Regions from separate parts of the Mus musculus genome. Here all the other regions are linked to region 1. A link is a contact called in public Hi-C, capture Hi-C and promoter capture Hi-C data. All regions are on one chromosome and are shown on one strand. Each heading gives the region's core, a stretch centred on a gene start, on an enhancer-like site or on the middle of the called end of the contact. The rest is flanking DNA. Distances are from core to core; before and after follow the strand shown.

The links. A called contact is a pair of places that touch in the nucleus more often than the background predicts. Capture Hi-C pulls out chosen DNA fragments and counts their contacts.
Region 2: a Hi-C map of reprogramming fibroblasts shows a contact between it and region 1, with 3 times the contacts expected there. The contact joins the enhancer-like site here to the promoter of 1700025N23Rik in region 1. A contact is called at or near these places in 3 of 15 datasets of contacts at CTCF or cohesin (the NIH/3T3 cell line and large pre-B cells), 17 of 484 Hi-C or Micro-C datasets (CD4 T cells, the G1E-ER4 cell line, the N1E-115 cell line and 11 more) and 1 of 9 other capture datasets (adipose tissue).
Region 3: a capture Hi-C map of embryonic stem cells shows a contact between it and region 1, with 5 times the contacts expected there. The contact joins the promoter of Klrg2 here to the promoter of 1700025N23Rik in region 1. A contact is called at or near these places in 12 of 39 promoter capture datasets (the 3T3-L1 cell line, 3T3-L1-derived adipocytes, the C10 cell line and 8 more), 3 of 15 datasets of contacts at CTCF or cohesin (the NIH/3T3 cell line and large pre-B cells), 38 of 484 Hi-C or Micro-C datasets (the AML12 cell line, B cells, the C2C12 cell line and 23 more), 7 of 115 datasets of contacts at active chromatin or transcription factors (acute myeloid leukemia, bone marrow-derived macrophages, embryonic forebrain and 4 more) and 2 of 9 other capture datasets (embryonic stem cells and macrophages).
Region 4: a contact with region 1 is called in a promoter capture Hi-C map of liver, with 3 times the contacts expected there. The contact joins the promoter of Dennd2a here to the promoter of 1700025N23Rik in region 1.
Region 5: a Hi-C map of cerebral cortex shows a contact between it and region 1, with 4 times the contacts expected there. The contact joins the enhancer-like site here to the promoter of 1700025N23Rik in region 1. A contact is called at or near these places in 3 of 15 datasets of contacts at CTCF or cohesin (the NIH/3T3 cell line and stem cell-derived epiblast-like cells), 4 of 484 Hi-C or Micro-C datasets (bone marrow-derived macrophages, cerebral cortex, cortical neurons and 1 more) and 2 of 115 datasets of contacts at active chromatin or transcription factors (embryonic stem cells and microglia).

The regions. Positions count from the first base shown.
Region 1 is chr6:39,066,298-39,068,997 of GRCm38.p6, reverse strand. It overlaps 1700025N23Rik (RIKEN cDNA 1700025N23 gene), which reads left to right and starts at 1,412. Exons shown (of 4, transcript NR_040523.1): 1 at 1,412-1,492. The region is part of intron 9 of Tbxas1 (thromboxane A synthase 1, platelet); the gene reads right to left.
Region 2 is chr6:39,346,903-39,349,602 of GRCm38.p6, reverse strand. It overlaps Slc37a3 (solute carrier family 37 (glycerol-3-phosphate transporter), member 3), which reads left to right. Exons shown (of 15, transcript NM_028123.3): 9 at 85-263; 10 at 2,173-2,314. Among named protein-coding and RNA genes, the nearest start is that of Slc37a3, 29 kb to the left of the region's middle. Within about 2 kb of position 1,317, at least 101 of the 459 cell types and tissues checked have an H3K27ac peak or open chromatin away from gene starts, as enhancers often do. A contact at or near this core is called in adipose tissue, embryonic stem cells, reprogramming fibroblasts and 2 more, where this site is marked.
Region 3 is chr6:38,635,812-38,638,511 of GRCm38.p6, reverse strand. It overlaps Klrg2 (killer cell lectin-like receptor subfamily G, member 2), which reads left to right and starts at 1,273. Exons shown (of 5, transcript NM_001033171.2): 1 at 1,273-2,136. The coding sequence starts at 1,446.
Region 4 is chr6:39,556,466-39,559,165 of GRCm38.p6, reverse strand. It overlaps Dennd2a (DENN/MADD domain containing 2A), which reads left to right and starts at 1,332. Exons shown (of 19, transcript NM_172477.4): 1 at 1,332-1,591.
Region 5 is chr6:38,694,142-38,696,841 of GRCm38.p6, reverse strand. It overlaps a transcript of Hipk2 not described here. Among named protein-coding and RNA genes, the nearest start is that of Clec2l, 32 kb to the right of the region's middle. Within about 2 kb of position 1,266, at least 17 of the 459 cell types and tissues checked have an H3K27ac peak or open chromatin away from gene starts, as enhancers often do. A contact at or near this core is called in cerebral cortex, where this site is marked.

The sequences.
Region 1 (2,700 bases), core at 163-2,662:
TAGCTTCCAGCTGGAAGAACATGGGTATGTGGTGGGACTGGCCAGAGGGTGCACAGATCCAAGACTCCTGGAAGTAGTGCTCTGCTGTGGGGACTGTGGGAAGGGGAGACAGCTGGACTGACTTTCCCAGACCCCACCTGCAGTCAGGCTTGGGACTGGGGTTCAGGGCACCCGTGAAGGTCTGCGCTTTCTCAGCCCAGGTCTGAAGAAGTTTGGGGGTTCTGGGGATACTTCCTCTTTTGCTTTCCATCTTCAGCAGTTTGGTTTGTTTGTGTCCTCTGGCTGTTGACTTCACAAAACATGAATTGCACTACTTCTGTGGCTCTGCACGCAACTTTGGAAACTGGCTTTGTATGATATAAAGATGGGTGGAAAAATTCAAGGAAATAATTGAAAATGTAGGTGATTTTTTTTCTTTACTAAGGATGACTGAGTAGAAATGAAACAGCACCATGGCAAACGAGAGACCTTGGAGGAAAGTGAGCCGTGCTCCACCCGAATGCTCAGCAGTCCTCCTGCCTTTCCAGTAAAGAGCCCCATGTTTGCATTTCACTTTAGGCCTTACAAATTGTGTAGTCAGCTCTGGAAGACGTGACTAGTTAGTCCAAGGGGACCAGTGTAGAAAACTGGGTTGGGACAGAGAAAAAGGAGCCTGGAGTTGAGAGTGGGTATATCATGAGCTGTTGGTGGCCGCCTTCTGCTTTGTGGGTTAGTGAGCACAAAATACCAGTTGGTTCAAGAAAGAAACAAAGTAGATGTAAAGTGAGAGGCAGAGGCCAAGGGCAGAGATCATTTCCTGGTGCCTCATAGAATTCTTGGTCCTGTCTGCTCCAGGCAGGTTCCCACTCGTGGACCAAGTCAGTGACACTTTGAACCCTGCTATCTGCAACCACAGGAGTCCTAACAAATGCTAGAATGTGAGAGAAAAGAAGAAAGAGAGGTAGGGAGGAAGGGACATGGTGACTATACCACAATATAGAACTCTCTCTCTCCCTTTCCCTCTACACACACACACACACACACACACACACACATCTCTCACACATACACACACAAAACATGAATTGTGTGTATGTGTGTATATATGTATGTATTATGCATATATATATATATATATATATATATATATATATATATAAATTAGATGTAGGAGCTGTTTCTCTGATGGGTAAATAAATGGTGCTGGCTCCCAACTAAGCTCATGTGATTATAACCTGTCTGGATTTGTTAAAAGGAGGAGCTCACTGGTTGGGTTAACTGATGCCTTCATTATAAAGTCAACACCTTCATTTATTCTTTCTCTGCACTGGCTTTCACTGCCCCTAAACTTTGACTCAGGTGACCCGTGAGCATCACAATGGGCCAGTGTTCTGACTTTGTAGGCACTCAGGCCCACTCTGGGGGGGGGGTTGTTGGTGACCTGTGATGGGGCCCCTCAAGAGCCTTCCTGTAACCTCGAGTGACCCCAGGATAGGAAAAGTAAGCACACAAGGTAAAAAGAAACACACCCTTCATTTGAGTTAGATCCAGGCCAGGCAACAAAAGTCCAGGATCTCCGGGACACAAAGGGCCTGAGCTGAGCTGCCAGCAGAGGGCAGCAAACGGATGGTAAATGGGGACGCCCCAGTTCCTGAAAGGGACCATAGAAATCATTGTATCTGACTTCTTCATGATACAGGGGAGGAAAAATGAAGGCCAGGGAGGAAACCTGTGAGCCCAGAGTCTTGCTGGGAGTGTGTTCTGAGCACCTTCTACCAGGGCTCTCACCGTGAACACCTTAGACAGCTGCTGGGCGTGGTGCCAGAGATCCAGAGTGACAAGGGGAGCCACACTTCTAACAGATCATGGCAACGGGACGTCACTGGTGTTGTAGAGGAGAGGCTTGTGGGGAACAGAGCTTCTCATTCAGCTTGGGGAACCATTCATTCCTTTACCCAGGCTGTGAGCCCTGAGCCAGGCACAAGAGGTGCACGAAAGCACACTGGCTCATCGCTCTCCTCGGCTCCCCAGTTCAGCCATGGTGTGAGCAAGTGGACGTGGGTGAGATGGGAGAAGAGAGGGACACACATCCCTGGGGACCCAGAGGGAGGCACGCCCACGCTGGCCGTCATAAAGAAAAGTGTGTGGATGATACGTCAAAAGAGGATGAGACAAATACTACGGCTCCATCAGGGCAATTGGCTGTTTTGAAAGAATCATGGCTCATTTTGTTTTTAGTGTAGTGATGACATGTTATGAATTGTAATGTAAATATCGGATATGTAGATGGTCTTAGGCGACCCCTGGGATCCCCAAAGAGGTCACAACCCACAGGTTGAGGACCACTTCTGTCATCCCTACACCAGTGAACAAGAGACAGGAGCAAACCTGGGTCTTGATGGCCGCTGGTCTAACCAAATTAGCAAGCTCCAGGTTCAGTGAGAAATCCTGTTTCAAAGAGATAAAATACGCCCCCTCCCCCTCCCCCTCCCCAAGTGTCCTTGGAAGAAAAGGCTGGAGGCTCACTCAACATGCTTAAAATAGAAATAGCATCTGCTGGAGCTGGCGAGATGGCTCAGTGTGTAAGTGCTTGCGGAACAAGCTCAAAGACCCAAGTTCAGATCCCTAACACCCATATAAAAACTAGGCATGGCAGCCTTCTCTGTACCCTAGGAATGGGGACAGAGATGGAGGATTCCAGAAAACACTGACAAGCCAGTC
Region 2 (2,700 bases), core at 68-2,567, 280 kb before region 1:
TTGTGAGTGGTGATGTGTGCAGAGCCTCGGAAGGCCAGGCACACAGGCTGTGTCTGTACAGGGCCGCTGTTAATACTCTCCTAGGTCTCCCGAGTATCGGGGCAGAGGAGAGCTCGGAAGAAGATTCACAGAGGCCACTCATCGATGGTGCTGAAAATGAAGATGACTATGAGCCTAACTATTCGATCCAGGAGGACAGGGCTGTCGTCCAAGTGAAGGCCATAAGCTTTCATCAGGCTTGCTGCCTTCCTGGGGTCATCCCGGTAAGGACTCCCTGGTCTCCTTCCACAGCTGGCCGGGTGTGGTACCTTCAGTGCTGTGCTGGGTGGGGAGCACGCTGCCTTCTACTGTCTACTGATGCAGTCCTAGGTGGTTGTGTAGCATCTGTCAGCTTCCCTGGTAGCCATGGAAACCCTGTCACATATAGAAGCTTCAGACAACAGGGGTTGGGCGGGCATGTCCAGACGTGACTCGTGAACATGCTGATGCTGATCCATCATGCAACTGCCAAGGCACAGTTAACAAGTTTTTAAATATTTTGATCTCTCAGATTTACCTGGACCAAGAGGGGTTTTGAATGGTTCATCATCTGCCTATTTGTGAATTCTGATCATTCTGGGGAGTAGGGAGTTGCCCAGTCCTAGGACAGAGTACACAAGGATTTCTTGGTAATTTATCCCAGCATTTCCACAACCTTTGCAGTCCAGGTCAACTCTGTCTGAGCGGAGCCCCTCCTGCTGCTGCAGTCTGTCTGTCTTCATGTTTTGGGGGTCCTATCACTGGAGTGGAAGTTAAGAGGCCTAGGTTGTGTTTGCAGCTTGCCCAGTAACTTTCTGTGAGACTTGGATAAGTCTCCCAACCCATCCTTGTGTCTCAGTGCCAGGGAATGGAGATGGCACCCATCTTGCCTGGCTCATTGTATAGTTCACAAAGCATCTGATTTCATGATGCAAGTCTGCAGCCATCCTACTCTGTCCCTCCCAGCTCTCTTCTGCCCTCTGCCTCTCTGCTAAAAAACTAACCCTACGAACAGGCAGTCAGTCAAGTGTAACACTCTCTAATTCTTAGAGCTAGGGAATAGGGAAATAGAGATAGAGATAGGGAAACTCTGGTTCCTTTAGGCCCTTGTAGTCCTGTTCTTATGAACATAGTGCCTTTCGGTTATAAAAATATTATACCAGCAGTTGTTTTGGTAGAGACAGAACTTCAGTTTGTTGTGGCTAAACAAGAAACTTACTTGCTGGCTCCTTTGTACTCCTAAGCCATTGTTCTCTGGCACTGGCAGGGTGGAGAGGAAGTCTAGCTAAGCCTTTGTCTTTGTAGCAGGCTTCTGGGCTGAGAGCTGTGGTGGTCAGGATTTGGCTCTCTACGGGGTGTCTGCTACCCTGCCTGCCAGGGAAGCACTTTTAAAACAAGTGGCACCTGGGAAATCACTGGCACTGGGGTGGGGGTGGGGGTGGGGTGCAGGAGTTCTAGCCAGACACTCTTTGAAGTCCGCCCTCTTCCTCTGCCTTCCCTTTGATGCTAATAGTCAGGGTTTCCTGGTAATAATGTATGTGTTGAGTACAGGAGTCTCAGCCATCACCCACTTAAGGCAGCTCTTTCAGAAGAGAGCCAGAGGCCAGTGGAAACCATAGCTCTTTCTTTTTGGCCCTCCAGAAAGGCTCTTTTCTGTGGGATGTGGTCCACAGGTAGATGTCTTTCTGTCTGTGACTGAGTCATTAACTCTCCGTAGTTTGCAGAATTAAATTTGCGGGGAGAGAACCAAGAAAGCCTGGCTGCCAGCAAGATGAGCTGAGGTTTGCTAGGCCAATTTGCCTGTGGCTGATGGTGGTTGGAAGCATGAACACCAGGGACCTTTTGTCTAAATAAAGAAACGTGGGTACAGTGTGTACTGCTTTCTGGGTTTCAAACACTGCCTTGCTTTTACCAGAGAAATGATAGAAGAAGAAACTGGGGGTAGTTAAGAAAAAGCTGTGCATAATTCCTTCCTTCCTTCCTTCCTTCCTTCCTTCCTTCCTTCCTTCCTTCCTTCCTTCCTTCCTTCCTTCCTTCCTCCTTTCTTTTTTTGGAAACCAGTAGAAGTAAAGAAAGAGGGCTTCTGGGTAAGGTCAGGGAGGACCCCATGCTGTGCTGTATGCTGCTTGTTGACAGTTGTGGTTTCTCCTGCAGTACTCACTGGCCTACGCCTGCCTGAAGCTAGTGAACTACTCCTTCTTCTTCTGGCTGCCCTTTTATCTGAGTAACAACTTCGGGTGGAAGGAAGCCGAAGCTGACAAGCTGTCCATTTGGTACGACGTCGGAGGTATCATAGGTACGCATGTGTGCCTCTCCTTCCGCGTGGTTAGTCGCCTGCCATCTTTCAGAGTTAGGAAATCTCATTTGAAGTTTTATTGCTTGCTCCACAGCCGTCTTTCCCAACCCGTCCTACCAGTAAACACGCAGCTTCTGTGAGAACAAAAAGTCCAAAGGAAGAGGGCCAGCTTGAGACTGACAGGCTGTGGTTTATAGGGGCTGTCTTCTCTTAGTCTGCGGGTGATGGATCAGCTCTTTTGTCCTGGGAACACTTGGAAATCTCTTTAAATGCAGCGCCTTTGTGTGCTTTCAGGGATGGCTTGGCTTTGAAGCTGATTTTGTGAGAGATTCAAGATGGAGTAGGAATGTGTTCATTTTGGCTTCCTCCCACTGTCCCGCTATCTC
Region 3 (2,700 bases), core at 24-2,523, 430 kb after region 1:
AGGGTTTCTCTGTGCAGTCCCAGGTGTCCTGGAACTTGCTCTGTAGACCAGGCTGACCTCAAACTCAACTGCCTCTGCTTTAAACTACCTCTTTTATCTGCTAGCCCTACCCTGGAGTACTGGTTAAAAACAGTAGTGGCCTCATGCCTCTTCAGACTCAGGAAGTTCGGAAGGGACCTTAACAAATCTGTATTTTAAAAGGCTATTTAGGAACTGGAGAGATGTTTGTCAATAAGAACTTGCTGCCCTATCATCAGAAATCAAGTTCAAATCTCAACACCGACATCCAGCAGTTCACAAATGCCTGCAACTCGAGGTTCAAAATAGCTGAGCTTCAAAAAGCAGGCATATGCTACATACATGTCAACACTACAAGTAAGTCTATAATAACAAAAATTGTATTCAAGCCAAGTGTAGTGGTGCATGCCTTTAATCTCAGCATGCTTTTAACTCCGTGAGTTCCAGGACAGCCTGATCTACATAGCGAGTTCTAAGACAACCAGGACTACCTAGAGAGATTGTCTCAAAAAACAAAATGAAACCAAAACGGCAAAACAAAATAAAATACAACAACAACAACAAAAATCAAGACAAACAGAAAAATCCACAAAGCTCTCCACAAAGCTGTCTTCGAACCATCATGCTACCTCACTAAGCTGGTAGAGCACATGACACTTCATGGGGAAATGAGCATTCTCTCCTTGATTTTTTTATTTCGTTTTTATTTTTGTTTGTTTCACTATAAACTCAGGCTGGTCTGAACTTGCTATGTAGACCAGGCTGGCCTCAAACTCACAGAGATGTCTCTGCTGCCAGAGTGATGGGATTACAGGCATGGACCAAAGCGTCTGGCTCATTCCTCGTTCTCCGTGTTAAGTCTACAAGTAGTCAAGCTCCCAGAGTTGGAATCAGGACTTCAACCTTTCACTCGCTTCCAAACCACAACCGGTGACCCTGTCGCCATCACTTTTCCTTGTTCTGATATGTCTGAAGTCCTTATCCACGCAGATTTAGCCAATCCCTTCCCACTCAGTCTACAACTGAATCCACCCGCAGCACAGAGCCAGCAGGGGTAACGGGTGGGGCTCGGGATGAAGGAGAGGAAGGAATCTGCCAGTCTCTGGGTTCCCAGTGCTGCCTTAAGAGCCACCGCCCACTCTGTGACTCGCTCAACCGGGTCCTCCCAGCAACCGGTGCCACGGAAAGGCCAGGCTGGAGTTCCGAGGGTGTGGCCAATCCATAGCCACAGCCAATCACACAGGGTCCTCTAGTGAAGCTGTTAGTTGACAACGTGAACGACCCGAAACTTCTGGGGACCCAGCCTAGAACGCGACGCTCGCACGGCGAGTCTCGAGTCGGCGCGGAGGACGGAGCGGACCCGGGAAGCGTCTAGAGGAGGCCAGGGTGAGACCGGGTCCCCAGAGGAGCCCTCGGAAAGCTCGGGAATGGAGCCGCCGCAGGTCCCGGCGGAGGCGCCCCAACCCAGGGCCTCCGAAGACAGCCCGAGGCCGGAGCGGACCGGGTGGGAGGAGCCGGACGCGCAGCCCCAGGAGCTCCCGGAGAAGTCTCCGTCTCCAGCCCTGTCCGGTTCCCCTCGCGTACCGCCGCTCAGTCTGGGCTACGGCGCCTTCCGCCGCCTGGGCTCGTGCAGCCGCGAGCTGCCGTCTCCGAGCCCCTCGTGGGCCGAGCAGCCCCGGGATGGAGAGGCGGAGCTGGAGCCCTGGACGGCGTCAGGAGAGCCCGCACCCGCGTCCTGGGCGCCCGTGGAGCTGCAGGTGGACGTGCGCGTGAAGCCCGTGGGCGCGGCTGGGGCTAGTCGCGCGCCCTCGCCTGCGCCGTCCACGCGCTTTCTCACCGTGCCAGTGCCCGAATCGCCAGCCTTCGCCCGCCGCTCCGCTCCCACGCTCCAGTGGCTGCCCCGCGCCCCGTCACCAGGCTCCACGTGGAGCCGAGGATCGCCGCTTGCCGCGAACGCCACCGAGTCTGTCAGCCCCGCTGAGGGTTGCATGGTCCCCCCGGGCTCGCCCGCCTGCCGCTGCCGCTGCCGCGAGCCCGGACTGACCAAAGAAGATGACGCGCTGCTGCAGCGCGCAGGCATAGATGGCAAGAAACTGCCGCGGGCCATCACGCTCATAGGTGAGTGCTCAAAAGTGCTCGTGCCCGGTCCCTGAACTAGACTAACCAGAAGCCAATCTGGCTGCCCCCAAATCCATCCTGCTTCTGTCTCAGAATTAATAAGAATCAACCCAGGATCCTGCCCCTAGCCCTCCTCCCGGAAACTTTCCTTCCTTCTTAGTGTGCGCAGCATCTTGGAGAAGTAGAACTCTGGGTAAGGTGAGGGGAGATGATTCAGAATCACGTGGCAGTGGTGGCCTGGGTACACTTCCAAGGGCTGGGCTCCTTTCCGCCTTCAGGAGGGTCACCCATCAGCACACACGCTGAGCTGGCCCCGCGCCAGATGGCATGTGTTTTGCTTTGCGTGTGAAGGAGAGGCAAGTCTAGCAGTGCAGAAAGCCCCTGTGTTGGTTTACTTTTTCTTACTGTGATAAAATGCTGACCAAAAACAACTTGGGGAGGAAAGGTTGTATTTGCCTTACAGGTTATAGTTTATCATCATGGGAAGCCAAAGCAGGAACCTGGAGGCGGGAACAGGGGAACAGTAGCAAAACCACGGAGGAAAGCTGTTTACTGGCTTTCTGC
Region 4 (2,700 bases), core at 83-2,582, 490 kb before region 1:
TCTAATAGCCAGGAAGGAGACTGGCTGGCACCTACCCTCAGGGCAGATAAATTGTCACTGTCAGGCCTGAGCACTTAGCATCTGGTGTTTCTCTGCTTGGACCCCTTTGCCTTTAGCATAATATTCAAATTCTGCCCAGGCCACTTGAATCCCTCCAGGCCTACCCATCGATCCTTATTCCCTCCCACTTAAGGGTCCCCCAAATACCATAATGTGACACCCCCACAACACCAGTCACACTCTTCCCTCTTTTCAGGCTGTCTTTTCTTGCCCTGTTTCTCCACCTTCTATAACTGATTCACTATCGCTGGTCACCAAAGCCCCAGAGAATGCCCCAGCCTGTGTTGGCTCCCTTAAGGCCCCCACAGCATTTTCAAGTGGACTCCAATTTGGCAATCCTTTTTTTTTTTTTTTTTTTAAGATTTATTTATTTATTATATGTAAGTACACTGTAGCTGTCTTCAGACACTCCAGAAGAGGGAGTCAGATCTCATTACGGATGGTTGTGAGCCACCATGTGGTTGCTGGGATTTGAACTCTGGACCTTTGGAAGAGCAGTCGGGTGCTCTTACCCACTGAGCCATCTCACCAGCCCCCCAATTTGGCAATCCTACTGTCTTAAAAACCTCCTGTGTGAGTGCTTTGACTGCACCCTGTGTACGTGGGACCGTGGGACCGTGGAACCGTGGGACCGTGGGACCGGTGTGCTGTAGAAAGCCAGTTCTCTGATCACTTTTCCTGACCAGGGCTTGGGACCCATTCTGTACCCTTCTGTAGGGAGGTGGGCCCCTGGATCCTTATGGCCCAGGCTCCTGAGTTGCTTAGGGGCAAATATGGACCCTTGGGTCCAAATAGCTTGTCTCATGACTGTGAGTTGTTGCTTATGGGCAAACTGGGCCTCGAAGGCCTATCTCATGACTGTCAGTTGCTTGGGGGCAAATGTGGAGCCCAATTCTGCCTGAGGCGTCCACCCTAACTGCTCAGAAACAAAGCAAGGGCAGGGAGTGTGGCTACGGCTTTGGTGCTGTCTAAATCTGGTTCTCGGCCCCTGGCTAAGCGCATCTCAAGAATGGACCTCAGTCGGGGTAGCAGAGAACCGGTTCGGCGATCTTCAGCACAGAAAAGGTTAAGCCACCGTCTCCCCCACCCCTCGAAAGGCGAGGGGGCGAGTGAGTGCGGCAGAAGGTCCTGTTTACCGTGGCTCCCCTCGGCGGCGGGCCCTGGGAGAGTGGTTGCTGTGGCAACCGGCCGGGCGCCCGCCAGCTGCGGATTAGCTCACTGGAGCCGCGGGATGGGTCGGGAGGAGGGGGCGCGCGTCACTGCAGACGGTCGCGGCGCAGCCCAGGGCAGAGGAAGGGGCCGCGCGCGCGGGAGGCCAGAGGAGACGCAGCACGCCTCCGAGGCCGGAGGCGGCGGGGACCGGACGGGAGCGCGCGCGGCGGGGACCCGAGGGGCTCGCGGCGGCCGGGGGAGGCCGCGCGGACAAAGGCGCGGAGGGCAGCGGGCCATGGCGCCCCAGGCCCCCGCCGCCCCTGCCCCGGGCGACCGCGAGTTGCGCCCCAGAACCCGCGGAGCCGACGCCCGTAGAGAGGTAGGGCTGGGCGCCGGAGTGCGGGCGACCTCGGGGGAGACCCGGGAGGGTACGCGCGGGGGCGACGAGGAGACTGCAGGCGCAAGCCGGGGCTCCTCGCAGGCGGCGCTGGGGACGCTTCAGCGGGGCCCTGGGGACCCGCGCAGGAAGCGATCCACAGCTCTTTCCCGGGTCGGGCTAACTTCAGGGCCGAAGAAACTTGCAGAAACTGGGCAGAGCCCGGCCCTGCGCTGTGCCGGAGCTCCCGGGCGGCTGTGAGTGAGTACGCGCGTGTGAGACCGAGTGTGTACGCTGGGGTGGGGGAGTCCAGGCGGCTCTAGTCGGGATTTGTCGTGGTGGAAAGTGGGGTACGTTGAAGTTTACTTCTCCCACTTTCCTCCCCAAGGATGGAGTTGGGAGTAGATGGAGCCCAGGGTAAGTCTCTTAACCACACAGGATATAGTCCTGTGCAGGAGAGTCACTGTGATATGGAGTCAGACCACTGAGCCAGAGGGAGCTCAGCGCCCGGAATCCTGTAGTGAGGGGCAGACACAGGAAGCTAAGGAGTGCCTTCCTTTGGCCCTGGATTGGAACAAGGAGAGAGCTGGGACCCTAATTTAACCAGCCTGCTGAGGAAGGAGCAGGCTGACTTCTGGCCGGGTGCTCTGATGGCTTTCAGGGTTGTGACTATAGCTCCCCAAAAGACAGGTAATTGTGGAGTGTGGTAATAGTGTTATAATAGGCACTTTACAGTAATTTGTTATGAAACACTTGCACCTGCTGTGGTTACTATAGAAAAGCCTTTCTCCTTCAGTACCAAACACCTGAAGAGTTGAATAGGCTCTTTAGGGAATGGACCACAGAGGAGAGAGTTGGAGATTCAGAGAGGAAGCAGAAGGCAAACAGAAACAGACAGTTTATTTATTTGAGACAGGGTCTCAGTATGTGACCCAGGCTGGCCTCAAACTTAAAGTCCTCCCTTTTGTCTTAACTCTCTAAATTCAGGATTACTGGTAGGCAGGCAGGCTCAGTTCAGGGACTTGTTTGTTTGAGGCAGGGTCTCAGGTAGCTTAGACAGACCTTGAACTTGATTTTGAATTAATTTTTTTAAATGTACTATATCTTTATGA
Region 5 (2,700 bases), core at 17-2,516, 370 kb after region 1:
GCTCGCATAATGAAAAGGGGAGACTCATGGATCTCACAAGGGACGTGGGCGCCGTATGGTGAGGCACACTGGTGACAGCTGGCTCTTTCGGTGAGTTTTACTTTGAGAGCGGAGATCCAGAGAGACTCCTCACCCTGCCCTAGCTGTGCCATGGATGGCGCTAGGGAGTCTTAGGAATGGCAGCTTTGCCAGGCAGCTGCCTCAGCCGCCAAGCCCACCACCTCCTTCTTAGAGCCTTACAGGGAGAGGGCAGGAGATGTTACCTCCCCAGTCCCTCCCTCCTGCACGAAGCCTGGTAGTCTCAGACACACCCACATCTCTCTCCACCAGCTCAGGAGCTAGGCAGGCTCCTAGTTTGGCCAGCTCTCTCCCCCTGCAGACCCACTGGTAAGTCTGCTGTCACTTCTGTCCTGAAATTAACCTAGCTCTCCCTAGACAGTTTGATCTCTGCCTGTGAGAGAGAGAATGAGCTGAGGGCTGGAGGGGCACTAGTGGGGTGGCCAGAGATCCATTGCACTGAGAAAACACCGCCATGGACAACTAAGGCTCCAAAGAAATCCACCCTGAGCCTGTGCACCTTTGTTGCATTCCGCATACTTTCTCCAGCCTTGAACAGTGGAGTGAGTGGGTAGGAGTTCTCTGTCCTACCGAGAAACTCTGGAGCCGTTGATGTTAGAGACTTGTCAGGTCCAGGACGGGGTGAATTGTTTGATCCTGATGTGAGTCCTAGCTGGCCCTTCATCCACATCATCAGGTACAAAGAGGCCTCTGGTCAGCAGTCCAGCATCCTCCAGCCCCCCTCCCTTTCCTCCCTCTTTGGCCCTGTTCAATCTACTGTGAAAGGCTCTCCTCATGATAGCTGTCCTCCTTCAGTAACGAAGCTTACTTAGCTTTTAGCTGTGAAAAACTCTGGAAACTTGCCCAACCATTAATTCTTACAAAGTCCCTAAACTGGATGTGTCTCAGTGCACCCTGGGCCAAAAAGAAGATATGCTAGACTTGGGCATGGTGTGACCCACTTCAGCCGAGGGCTCACTGGGAGTGGACTGGATGATGCTGGCCTGTGGTAGGGTGCTCCATTTTTCTCTTCCTGGTCAGAACCATATTATTCCGAGACCAGCTCTGGCTGGAAGTGAGAGAGCAGGAAAGCCATCCATTCGGAGAGGGATACGGAGCAAAGCCTTTGGAGCCCCTGAGCCAGAGGCTCCCAGAGCCTCTGCAGCATGGAATTCTGTCACAGAAGTCTCTAGCCGCTAGATGGCAGCATTTCCCATGGGACTGTCTCGTACTAAGTCACCATACTAAGTCGCAGCTGACAGTGGGCCTGGCTTGCCCTGCCATGGGCAACACCTGGAAGGCCAGCACTCTCTGGAGCTGCTGGGCCGAGCTTGCCCTTCATCTCCTCCTGTCTGCTTGTGCTGAAGCTTCTCCCTCTTCCACATGTCCTTCCCTTTCTCTTCCAGACCAGGAATGAGTGTTCCTTGCTGCTCATAAAGTTAGTATTGTACTGACTGTTTGTATTATTGCCACTGTAATTATGATTATTATCACCTTGTTGCTATTTTAGTCAGGGTTTGAAGTATACATTTATTCCAGGTATCTTTGTGTTTTCTTCATAATATTTAAATTTATTTTATTCTTGCTGTGTGTATATGAGTAGACTGGAGGGACATATAGATTAGATGCCTGATCTTGTCAGAGGAAAGGAAAGGAAAAAGAAAATAAATAAATAAAATAAGAAAAGGCCCAGGAACTAGGAAAAACTGTTTCTATCAGCTCTGTCCCTCAAAGAGCTGCAAGAAAGACCTGCCCTACCACAGAGCAGAGACTTGGATACCCTGGCGCCTTCCCCTCCGCACGGCCCGGCTGTGTACAAAGCCGCTGTCGGTGCTGTGTCTTTTGGACCCTTTGGCAGCTTCTCTCACATCCTCTGTGCTCTCCTCCAGGTGTGAACTACTGACCAGATTTTAACCTGCCTCGCATCTGACGTGTAGCATCAAAGCTTCCACTAACCCCCACCCCGTCCCTTCACTATTCCCATTAACAAACTTGGAGTGTGGCTTATCTCCCTCAATGCAGAGACAGTGGTCCCACCTGGAGGCCATTAGGTACAGTGAGGGTGATGGGCACAGTGTTCCTGTGAGAGAGTTCCCTCGTCTGCTCTTCCCCAGGCAAATCCTCCCAGCTCCCAATTGTAGGGAGCCAGGTAAGGAACAGGACACGAGACAGTCTCATGGGAAGGACCTCTTCTAAATCACTGGCAAGTGAAGTGCACATGGGACCTTTTAGACCACCCTGCTTCTGAGCTGTGGCTGTGCCCTGCCTGCACTGTGATGTGTGTGTGTGTTTACCCCACTACCAGGCAGAAACAACCAGACCCCCAGTGAAGAAAGGATTGGAGCAATAGCTTCCCCAAACAGAAGGCAGCCACTCTGCAAACCTCATCCCACAACCACCCCTCCCTTGATCTCAAGTCCCATATTCAGAGCTGATGCATCAGGAGTAACACAGAATCCCAGCTAGTTAGCATCCTCACTAAGTTCCCACTGAGGTGCTCAGCACTGCATCCCTTTACAAAGAAGATGGAAGAAAGGCTGCTGCCCTTGGGACTATCCTCTCAGTGGAAGGAGGGCCACTTAGTCCTTACTAGACCATGTGTCCCTGGTGCATCCTCTGGGCCTTCTTTAATGAAGATAAACT